Linked DNA regions of Sus scrofa: region 1 is linked to region 2. Evidence: chromatin contacts called from public Hi-C data. All regions are on one chromosome and are shown on one strand. Each heading gives the region's core, a stretch centred on a gene start, on an enhancer-like site or on the middle of the called end of the contact. The rest is flanking DNA. Distances are from core to core; before and after follow the strand shown. Region 1 overlaps MAGI1 (membrane-associated guanylate kinase, WW and PDZ domain-containing protein 1). Region 2 overlaps MAGI1 (membrane-associated guanylate kinase, WW and PDZ domain-containing protein 1).

What was found. A called contact is a pair of places that touch in the nucleus more often than the background predicts.
Region 1: a contact with region 2 is called in a Hi-C map of liver, with 3 times the contacts expected there. The contact joins two enhancer-like sites.

Annotation. Positions count from the first base shown.
Region 1 is chr13:47,488,046-47,490,745 of Sscrofa11.1, forward strand. The region is part of intron 1 of MAGI1 (membrane-associated guanylate kinase, WW and PDZ domain-containing protein 1); the gene reads right to left. Among named protein-coding and RNA genes, the nearest start is that of MAGI1, 79 kb to the right of the region's middle. Within about 2 kb of position 1,281, at least 9 of the 83 cell types and tissues checked have an H3K27ac peak or open chromatin away from gene starts, as enhancers often do. A contact at or near this core is called in liver, where this site is marked.
Region 2 is chr13:47,327,303-47,330,002 of Sscrofa11.1, forward strand. The region is part of intron 1 of MAGI1 (membrane-associated guanylate kinase, WW and PDZ domain-containing protein 1); the gene reads right to left. Among named protein-coding and RNA genes, the nearest start is that of MAGI1, 240 kb to the right of the region's middle. Within about 2 kb of position 1,324, at least 3 of the 83 cell types and tissues checked have an H3K27ac peak or open chromatin away from gene starts, as enhancers often do. A contact at or near this core is called in liver, where this site is marked.

The DNA of each region.
Region 1 (2,700 bases), core at 31-2,530, 160 kb after region 2:
AGCAGGAGGATCCAGAATTGGAAATGCTAATGGGAAGGAAACGAATTTTAAAAAGATACAAAAAATAGCAAGGAGTTCTTTCTTCTGCAAGACTGACCTTCAGCATCTCAAGGTCACAGCAGAGTGGTAAAACCTCAGGTACCTATACCTGTTTCCCAGAATTCAGATGAAGGCTTTTTCCCCAACCATAAAAATCTCTGTCACTTTACATAATCCTGCAATTTCTCAATCTGGTGGTTAAAAGAAAAAGGGCAAAACCCAGAGATTATGACCACTAAAGTTCAACAGACTTGGGATTAAATCCCATTCCTGCCTCCTGACCTCACCTTGCTCATCTGCAAACAGGACATTCTGTTAAAAGTTGTTTTGAGGGTCAAATGAGGCAATGTACACAAACATCTGGCCCCAGTACCAGGCAAAGCAGTTGCTTCTCCCTAAAATCCAGAAAATCTATTAAATTGTTTTTTTAATCCATGAAATTAATTTAGCACTTACTTTATGGCACGTATTAAATGACTAATACATTGTAGCCTCTGTTCTAAATGTGTACATGAACTGATTCATTTCATCTCACAAAACCCCCTGAAGTGGGCACACTATTATTATTTCCATTTTACAGATGAAAACACTGAGGCGACAAAGAGGTTTAATAACTTGCCCAAGGTCACAAGGTTCAAACAGCAGAGCCAGGATTCAAACTCGGGTTCCAGAGCTCACATTCCATCCACCTTTAAATGCCTTTAAAATGCCAGAGAAGTATCACTAAACAAGCCCAAAATGACAACTGGAGAGTGAGCCATGCAATAAAACAAGTAGAGTAAAATGTTTACGGCAGAATCTATTAACAGACATATGGGTGTTGACTATAAAATTCTTTCAACTTTACTGTATGTTTGGTAATAAAATATCGACAGGAGATCGAGGGAAAGCCCAGAATGTTGTTTTCTGCTCAAAAATGGGAGAACACTGAAAAAAGGATTTGCCAATAATGTCGTGGTGAAGGGATCTTTTTTCTAAATGTCCCAGGTAAATTCACAGGCCATAGAATCAAGTTACAGGATAACCCCAACTGGGGTGGAAGGCTGGGAAAGAGAGAGGGGCTGGGGATGGAGACCTTGGTCCTCCGCCAGCTTAACTAGAGAAACCATCTCCCCACTGAAAGCGTTAATGGAAATGCCAGGCCAAAGCAGTCATCTGGAAATCGTTTCTTGACACTGTACATGCAAACAGACACGGCTTCTTCTGAAATGGCAAAGAATGCAGTGGTCCAACCATGCCTATCTTTAAGAACTGGCAGGCACCCAAGACAAGTGAACAGATTCTGACTTTTCAGGCGCTAGAGATGAGTACTAGCCTTAAAAGCCTCCAAAAGGAATGAAGACAGGAAAGAGTGGCGAAAGGGATGTCACCCAGCTGAGGCTGAGCCAGCAATTAAGGGGAGGGGCCAGTGTTCACTGGTGTGGCCTACCCTGGCCTGGGAGGAAATTCGGGCAGTGCTCACAAGGGGGACCGGTTTCTTGTGTCTTTCAAGAAGGCTCCTGTGATTTGTGTTTTACACACTTCCATGAGATGGACACTTCAACTGAAGGTTTTCCAAGCTTCCAGATTGGGTCTGAGGGTAGGCTGGGGAGTTGGAGAGAGAAATGAGGTGGACAAGATGGAAAGGAAATGTGAGAATGAAATTTTAGGCATAGCCATAAATCATCGATAAAAGTAGAAAGTGGTGTATCTTTGTAAAAGGGCAATTTGGCAATACTTAATACCTTTTGAAACAGAAAAGACCACTATTGGGATTCTATCCCATAAATACAATTATATCTGCATGAAGATCAAGATACAAAGAATATACTACTCATTGCAACATTATTGGTAAAAACAAAAGGCTAGAAGAATTTTAATGCTCATCTGCTAGGGGACCGGTCCAATGAATTATGTATGGAACACTGACAAGAGGGCGAACTCCAAGTCACTGAAAAGAATGAAGCCAATCTCAGTACTGATGGAAAAACAGCTCCAAAATAGAGTTGTAAATCATATGGAGCAGTAACTGATACGTATAGACCACCAAAAAATACACAGAGCTGGAGTTCCCTGGTGGCCTAGTGTTTAAGGATGTGGCATTGTCACTGCTGTGGCTAGGGTAACCACTGCACAATTGGTTCGATCCCTGGGTCAGGGGTATATATGTATACACACACACACACACACACACACACACGTTAACATATATGTGTAAACATACATGCACATACACACACACATACACATATATACGTACTTTGTTTTCTATATATATTTTTTCTGTGTGTTTTTTTTAGGGCCATACCCACAACATAGGGAAGTTCCCAGGCTAGAGGTCAAATCAGAACTGCAGCTGCTGGCCTGTGCTACAGCCACAGCAACACAAGATTCAAGCCATTTCCGCAACCTACACCACAGCTCATGGCAACACTGGATCCTTAACCCACTAGGTGAGGCCAGGGATTGAACCCACATCCTCATGGATACTAGTCGGTTCGTTATTGCTGTGCCACAATGGGAACTCCCTGTGCATTTTTATTAAAGGAGGGACGGAAAGGGAAAAGGAAAGAGAACTTTTATTTCTTGTTATCTTTTCAAGGACAAACCTGTGGTATACGGAAGTTCTTGGGTCAGGGGTCAAATCAAAGCTGCAGCTGAGGCCTACACCAAAGGCACAGC
Region 2 (2,700 bases), core at 74-2,573:
TTTATAAATGTTTTAATATTACTTTTACTCTGAAGGTTGTCAGACTTAGCACATAAAAATACAGGATAATAAAAAAAATTAGAATTTCAGACTAAAAAAAGACTAAAATTTTTACCATGAAAAAATATCAAGATATAAAAAATTAAGAACAACCATAAGACCACTGGACCATTATTTTTTAAAAAAGAAAGACAGAAGAAAAACAAATGATGAAATGCTTTGTTTGACCTTTTGATCTTATTCCCATCTTAAATACAGCAGCTCATATAAATGGGGAGGGAAAAAGAAAAAAAGACAAAGTCCACTGAAGCCTCCTTGTAACATATTTGCCCAGCACAGCTCTGCCTAAATCAGTCTTTTATTAACCCAGACTCATTGAGTTTTTAATCCCACTTTTTAAAGTCTAGTAATGATCCTCCAAAAGTCAAACCAGAGGGCCATTTTATTGGCTTAGCAGAAGATACAATAGTCAGACAAAAACAGCGGCTATTTTTCCAAAAACACATAGAATTAGAAATTGATAGGATAACATTTGACTTGTCCTGTTAAATCAACTATAGGATAAAAAAAAAATGTTAAGCGTAAGCTAGTAAAGTGGGAAAATGGCAGCCTCCTGACACTTCAACCTAATAATCTTAGCTTCCTGGGAGAACACGGGAGAGAGAACCTTTCAATCCTACAGTAGTCAGAGACAGGTGTCATAAAAGAATGTTCAAATCAGCATGCTTTACCCAGCAGTCTTTTCACAAAGGGACACCTGAGAGGCTTGCTGTTCCTCCTCCATTACCATAAGCTCCTCGATGATCCACCTGCCTACAGATTCCAGGCAAACCCACCCGCTTCCTTTCTCCTGGGACTAAAGGACCACAGTATCTGGGATGTACTGCACATCCACAATACAAAACACGGCTTGGGTCCCAAGTTTTTCCCTTCCTGGACCACAAGGCAGAAGGTACAATAACAGTAAAAGGAAGAGGGCAAAGTCATGGCCAGAAGGTCTAGAAGGGCCATCAGCACCAGCCATAGAAGGAAAAACTGTTAATAACCCCAAACCCAAATTTAAAACATTTGCTCTACAGAAGGACCAGCTATAGACAGGGAGGAAGTAGGTGCAAAATCACATATCTGACACCAGACTAGGATCTGGAATATATAAGGAACTCTCAAAACTCAACACTTCTTTCCCTCAGTCGCCACCAAGGCACTCAGTCCCTGTGAAGAAGCTATAGCCATGTTGGGGAAAGCCCCTCACTTCACAGCCTCTGTCCCTGAGCTTGATTGCGTCAGCCTGGCCCTCACAGTACACTTTTCTCTCGCATGTTCGGTCACTAAACTTGAGAACACGAGAGAGAGGGACAGCCTGGCTCCCACAGGAATTGGTTCTGACCTCTGGGCAAGGCAAGCCTGCTCTTAGTAAGTTAAGCTTTGCACGGAAACAGAATGAAGGTATTTTTATTCATTCAATTTAAATGCTTTATAAAGCTTAAACCTCATGAATTATAGTCACATTAATTCTGATGCTCTAACCAAGGGGTGGCATATCTTATCTATAATAAAGTAACAGACAGTAAATATTTTAGGCACTGCAAACTATACACCCTGTACTCTAACCTCTCAAATTCTTGTTGTAGTGGGAAAGCAGGCTTAGACTGTATAGAAAAAATGTGAAGGACTGGATTCCGGGAAAACTTTTCTTATAAAACAGATCAATGGCCAGATTTGGCCTGAGGGCCATAGTTTGAGAAGCCTTGCCCTAGCTGCTATCAAAATTTCAAGAATGTTTCATTCTCCCTTAGTCTTTTCAGGATGTGATTTTTAAGTGAAATTTTCTTTTTCTTTTCTTAACAGTGCTTGCTAATTATCTAGAAAACTTTGGCTATGCCTTATGAGCCATGATCATTTGGTATACACTGAAGCTTAAGTGATTATTTGCTGGTAGTTTTTTTAACTTTGGGGGGAAAACAATTAAAACCCTCAGGCTCTGAGATGGAAGCCAAGCCTAATTAGTGTGAACCATATAAGCCATTACCCAGCTTCGATGGTCTCTCAAGTTTCCAAAGGAAAGAGTGCAGGCAGTTAAACACTGCAGCATAGTCAACACTGAAGAAGCTTCTAAGGAAGCTTTAACAGGGCCAAGGCGCCTTGAGAGACTCTAGGACTAACTGCATTATGCTAGAAAAGCTTTTTTTGTTTGTTTGTTTGTTTTTTTTTTGTTTTTGGTTTTTTGCTATTTCTTTGGGCCGCTCTCTCGGCATATGGAGGTTCCCAGGCTAGGGGTCTAATCGGAGCCATAGCCACCAGCCTACGCCAGAGCCACAGCAACGCGGGATCTGAGCCACATCTGCAACCTACACCACAGCTCACGGCAATGCCGGATCGTTAACCCACTGAGCAAGGCCAGGGACCGAACCCGAAACTTCATGGTTCCTAGTCGGATTCGTTAACCACTGCGCCACGATGGGAACTCCTAGAAAAGCTTTTTAATTACTCTGATATAAGTAAAGCAATTAAAAAAATGAAAAACAGGAGTTCCCTGGTGGCTCAGTGGGTTAAGGATCCAGCACTGTCCCTGCCATGGCTCAGGTCACTACTGTGGCACAGATTTAATCCCTGGCTAGTTCTTGAGATATAGCTCTTGAAAAGAATATAACATGCCTGAATTGCTAGGACACACCTTCAATTCTACCTTTTAAAAACAGA